Linked DNA regions of Mus musculus: region 2 is linked to region 1. A link is a contact called in public HiChIP or PLAC-seq data. All regions are on one chromosome and are shown on one strand. Each heading gives the region's core, a stretch centred on a gene start, on an enhancer-like site or on the middle of the called end of the contact. The rest is flanking DNA. Distances are from core to core; before and after follow the strand shown. Region 1 overlaps Alk (anaplastic lymphoma kinase). Region 2 holds the start of Alk (anaplastic lymphoma kinase).

Region 1 (2,700 bases), core at 29-2,528:
CATGGTTTCTTTTGAACAATGAAAGTAACAAGGAGGCGGAGTTAAAACACTTAGTTCTGCTATTATCTGCTGTCCGTGGGAGACAGACCACGGGAGAAGTGATGGGTTGAGACCAATGTTGAAGTGCATTTTCTTATCCTTTCTGGTCCCCATTCATCTCACAGCCACAAATGTTAAGAAATGGCCATACGGGGTCCTGGGTGACCTAAATAGGAAATAGATCCCCAAGTCCCTTATTCATCACTGGCTGGTACATTAGTCTCATTAATAACTAGGGTTTAATCCTCCACCTTCAAAGAGAATTTCATTACCCCAAACAATAATTTTTTTAATTACCAAGACAGAGTGACAACTGCATATTGAGTACTAAGGTCGATTTAAAACTAATAAATACTTTTGGAAATTCCTTGAACATTTTAATGAATTAAAAGTTATGAAATATTTATAAGCAGTAACAACACCATTTAGTACCATTAATAAAATAAATACATTAGTCAGAGAATGAAATTCATTACTATTTTACTACTAGACACTGATGTCAATGATGGAATAGTGCTCCAAATTACTTGTAAAAGAGACCAATTATTTTAGTGTGATTAATCTTTTCAATTATTTCTTTTATGTAGTTGTAATTTGAAAGTAATTTTCTTCTGGGAGTACCATGACCTCAGCACATTCATTCTTTATTTATTTATATTTAAAAGCCCTTTTTGGATCTAGCCTCCACTCCAGGGTTAGTTTCAATGGTTCAATATTTAAAATAGTAGCCCAAGCAATCGCTATTGTTCCTAGGCACTCTACAGACATTTATAATTGGCTTTCTTAGCGATTATGAGTAAATCATTCCAGAGTAAGGACGTCATTGCCAAAAGTAGCTGTTCACTGGTGGGGAAAGGGAAGCCAGCCAAACACTTTCTTGGTCTTGTGGCCTGGCTCTGCTTGGCTGCTTCGGAGTCCAGTCTGATGGGAAAGAAGCATGCGAGCAGCATGACTAAGGAGTTCCTCAATTTCCAACCGTCCCCACAGGATCCAACAATATTAGTTCTTTGCAAGGCACAAAGACTTCTAGAGACCAGGTCACAAAAATGATAAAGGAAATGACATTATCAGAGGTTAAAGCATCAGTTGTGGGGGAAAGAAGAGAGGTTGCCTTTGCAACCACAAAGCAGATCTAGGCTATTAGAGTCTGCTGGAAATAAGGTAGCTTTCCCTCCATGGCTACGGCTTGGACAAGGCACAGATGGAAGGCAGAAGGTGGGTGGGACTCTGCCAACACCCACTGGGAGAGCTGTGCAGAATTATTCGGCTCTGCTTCCAGAATGAAAAGACTCAGCTTAGTCAAGGGATGCTTGAGAGAGGAGGAAGTGGTATTTATCATGCGGGGCACTGGCTAGGAGCTCTGCACACAATATCTGTTTTAATCTCCCAACAAAGCTATAATTATGTATTATTAGCCTATTTAATGATGAAAAAAAAAACAACCAAAGCCCGTAGATTTGAAAAAAAAAAAAAAACTCTTGCAAGCTCACGAAGGTGGTAAGCGACAGCTCTGAGCTTCCACACTCATTTGGTCTGATTTAAAAGCCCATAATCTCCCTCCTACATTAGGATAAGCAAACCTTTATTGAGCGCTCACCATGAAAACAGTGCTCTTAGTTGCTAATTGAGACACGGGGATTTAAAAAAAACAAGACTTTGATTCTAGGAAGTTAGCATCTATTGAGTGAGACGTATAAATAACTGCGCAGAGAAGTGGATTGTTCTAAAATAGAAAAGCATGGAAACAGAATTCTGAAATGAGACAGAAAATAGCGTCTCAGCTGAGAGCTGAAGGATGTGTGGGGCTGCAGAGCATGGACCGTGAGGCAGGAGCATGGGCAGGAGGACCTTGGAGGGCTGGAGGTGCTTGGGAAGGTATGAGTAGGTTTCAGTCGCCAGATGAAATTATGACTCGTGGGGACATGCATAGTGTATACATTACTGTGTGTGTGAGATGCATGTGTATGTGTGTCTCTGTGTGTACCTGCATGTGTGAATGAACATACACATGAGAGAGGGGGAGGGGAGGGAGGGGGAGGGGGGGAGGGGAGGGGGAGGGGGAGGGGGAGGGGGAGGGAGAGGGAGAGGGAGAGGGAGAGGGAGAGGGAGAGGGAGAGGGAGAGGGAGAGAGGGAGAGGGAGAGAATGTGTGTGTGTGTGTGTGTGTGTGTGTGTGTGTGTTACACACATGGAGACCAGAGGTTGGCTAAGGGTATGTGTATGTGTGTCTGCATGTGTGAATGAACATACACATGAGAGAGGGGGAGGGGAGGTTCTAGTGAAGGTGACTTGCTAGTGAACCCTGGGGAATCTTCCTGTTTCTGCTTCTTCAGTGGTGGAACTATAAGCAGGTACTACCATGCCTGTTAACTAATTAATTACAACGTGGGTTCTGGGGACTGGCTCAGGTCCCCAGTGTTTTACTGACTGAGCCACCTCCCCAGCCTGACATAATTTTAATGCTTACTTTTAAATGACTCGGCCCACTGATAATTAAAGGTAAGAGGTCCTGGTGACAGAGTTAAGAAGCAGGGTTTTGAAAATCGGGCTCATCCTTCTCTGGAGGCTGTGACTGTAATTTCCCTCTGTTGTTCAACTCCAAGGAACAGACCCAGTCTTCTCAGAGTTGACTCTGTCCCTTGAAGTGACAGGCCTAGCTGGT
Region 2 (2,884 bases), core at 16-2,515, 560 kb after region 1:
TGGAAGAGAAGGCGGGGCTGGGAGGCTCGGATCGCACTGGATAGCCTTCCCTCCCTGCCCACTTCCGATGCCTTCTTCTCAGGCATCAGGCGGATCCTCAGCCTCCCTTCGCCGTGGAGAATCCACCAGCTGAACAGCTCGCTGAGGTTGAACTGGAGTATCCCCACAGCCGCTACCTCCTCTGGGGGACCAATACAGCCTTCAAGAATCGTCTCCTCGCCCAGCTCCAGCACCAGCTGTTTGGCACGCCTGAGCTTGCGCACCGAGCCTCCCTTCAGCACCCTGGACAGCGTCGGACCCGCCTCGGGACTAGGAGAACTGGCTCCATCTGCCCAGGAGATTCCAGGCAGTGGCCCCAGCAGCCTGAGCAGAGGCTCACAATCCAGGGCCAGTGATCCCCGCGCCTCCAGCCCGCCAGCCTCGGGCTCCGAGGGGGACCGTGGCTGCGGTAGCAGCAGGTCTCGGGCATAGACGCGGAAGAGCGAGGGTACAACGAAGTCCACTGCCAGACTCTTCCTCTGCAGGCGCGAATAACTGAGCGGCTCCCGGGGCTGCAGAGGAGGCCCTGAGGCTGGGGAACCCGCGCGCTGATCGGTTGCAGCTCCGGAGTACGAGGCTGCTGCCAAAAGCAGTGGAGGCAGCAGCCACAGGAACCCAGCAGCTCCCATCCCGCTGGAGGGCGAGTTTACACTAGTCTCCCTTCCCTTGCTGGTCCAGCCTCGCCCTTCACTCTCCCCCAAACAGGAAAGGGCTCCAAATAGTCCTTGGTCCTGAATGGCTCCTTCCACTAGATCTCAGGGACTGTGTGTACACTATAGAGCGCCCTTGCTTTTCCCAAGCTACAAGGAGGCGAGAAGGGTTCTCAGCAAAACGGAAGACAAAGTCAGGGGGTAGTTCGGAGACAGTGAGACACCCTGGGCTCAACAGCTGGATCCTGCGCCTCTCGCCGTGCTGCGCCCCATTTGTAGAGGCCTTTGCTCAGGGACCAGGGAGGTGGCAATTAGGTACCGTTCAAGGAGCCCTCGGCGACCAGAGCTCTCCTCTTAGCTTCCAATCTTCTGCAACTTTCCAGGCTGTGAACCGTGGCTCCGAGTCGGTCACTGTCTTGCCCACGTCCTCCGCTCCTGTCACCTCCTCTGCGCTCCTTCCCAGGTCTAGGCAAGGACCACCGGAGGGGGCTGCTTTCTAGCGCCCCCTCAAGTGACCTCCGCTGCAGGAAGTCTTCGGATCGATCACCCTGCCCGCTGAACTTCTGGGCGTGAACACGAGCTCTGCGTTGCGGAGAGGAGGCTCCCGCTGCCTCCACGCGCGCAAGTTTGCAGCGTCCTTGCCGTCACCGACGTCTTGGTTCCTCGGAGTTCACTCCCAAGCACCCGGGCGGCCCTGGCCGCTGGCGACTAGTGAAAACATTCCGGGCAGAGGAGCCCGCAATGTAGCCAGCCCCCTCCTCACCTACCAGCAGCGCCCGCGGTTTTGTTGACTGGCCAGGGGGCGAACGGAAAACGTCTTACTGCCCCCCCGAGAACCGCTGGACAGAAGCAGCGGGAGGTGCCAGTTGCCACCGCTGCTGCCGCCCCCAGAGCCGCTGGATCGCATCTGCCTGGGCGCCCGCCACTTGCAGCTGGCAGTGCCGCGAGCGCGCGCCGAAGGGGGGCGGGGCCTCCGCGAGGGGCGGGGCTCTAGAGCGAACTCAGCGCAGCCGCCCAGCCCACGCAGCCGGCCCCGCCCCCTTCCAAGCCCGCCGGCCAATGCCGCTGCGAGATCTGCTCCTATGCAAATCTGCAGAGGCCTCAGTATTCATTGAGAAAAGCACCAAGCCCGCCCCGCCTCCCGCTGCTGGTGCCTGTTCCTTCCTCCAGATTGCCTGCCCTATTTCTCCGCTGTGCGAACAAGAGAGTATTTTGGATAAATGGGAAAACTGGAAGCGATCGTTGCAACCAAACACTCTGTCTAATTATACATTTAACAGATTAAATGTGTCCGACTTCAGAGGAGCAGGTTCCGGAATAAATCTGGAGGCAAAGAAAAACCAGAAGGAGGCAGGGGTAGCGAGGCCCTGCAAGATTCAAGAGCCTTGGAGCCTTGAAAGGGAACCTTCTCCAACACTCCTGTTATTTGAAAGCATTCCTGAGAGCCTGAGTTGTTCTTCTTCGGCTTTAGCCGCAACAAATGCTGTCAGACCTGTCAGCCACTTGGTTTTCTCATAATGGTGTCTGCACAGGTTTCCAGACAGAAACTGGGGATGAAACTCAGAGCCTTCTATAAGACAAGCGAACGCTCTGCCGCTGAGCAACCACCCCACCACGACACTATTTGTTTATTCACTTTTTTTATTTTGGCCTTTTTTGAAATACGACCTCGTTTTTGTAGCCCAGGCTGGGCTTGAACTCACTACACTGCCTAGACTGACTAGGAACTCTTGGAAATCCTGTTCCGGCTTTTCAAGTGCTGGGATTTGGGATTACAAGCATAAACCACCACACATGAGACGGATATTTTTAATTCCAGTTCTGGATCATTTGCTCATGTGAGACTTCCAAGCCCACCCTCCAGTCCTCTTGACTGCTACTTTGCCCTAGCGGTCCATGAGTAGCAGGCCAGAGGCTATGGATATGACTCTGTGGAAGAAGGTTGTGTGGGGCGGTGGCACACACACTCAAGGCCTTCTATTTATTCACTTACTTAAAATGCCAGGTTCTCCCTCCAGTCTCCTTTTCTTTCAGATAATGGCTGTGTGTCACCAGAAGCCCAGATAAGGGTAAGTTTTAGTTCACACAAATTTCTCAGTCCCTTCTCTCCAAGGCTGACTGTCTCACTCATGCTAGCTCTCCCAGTGTCCCAGTACATTGTCCAGTGGACCCTCCCTCACCCAGCTCTAAGAGAT

What was found. HiChIP or PLAC-seq counts read pairs in DNA pulled down with a chosen protein or histone mark.
Region 2: an H3K4me3 HiChIP or PLAC-seq map of forebrain shows a contact between it and region 1, with 6 times the contacts expected there. The contact joins the promoter of Alk here to the enhancer-like site in region 1. A contact is called at or near these places in 6 of 39 promoter capture datasets (3T3-L1-derived adipocytes, cranial neural crest, embryonic stem cells and 3 more), 2 of 484 Hi-C or Micro-C datasets (cortical neurons and forebrain) and 5 of 115 datasets of contacts at active chromatin or transcription factors (embryonic basal ganglia, embryonic forebrain, embryonic stem cells and 2 more).

What each region holds. Positions count from the first base shown.
Region 1 is chr17:72,042,258-72,044,957 of GRCm38.p6, forward strand. All of the region lies in intron 5 of Alk (anaplastic lymphoma kinase), which reads right to left. Among named protein-coding and RNA genes, the nearest start is that of Gm41613, 86 kb to the right of the region's middle. Within about 2 kb of position 1,279, at least 92 of the 459 cell types and tissues checked have an H3K27ac peak or open chromatin away from gene starts, as enhancers often do. A contact at or near this core is called in cortical neurons, embryonic basal ganglia, forebrain and 1 more, where this site is marked.
Region 2 is chr17:72,603,042-72,605,925 of GRCm38.p6, forward strand. Alk (anaplastic lymphoma kinase) reads right to left here and starts at 1,266. Exons shown (of 29, transcript NM_007439.2): 1 at 1-1,266. The coding sequence starts at 668.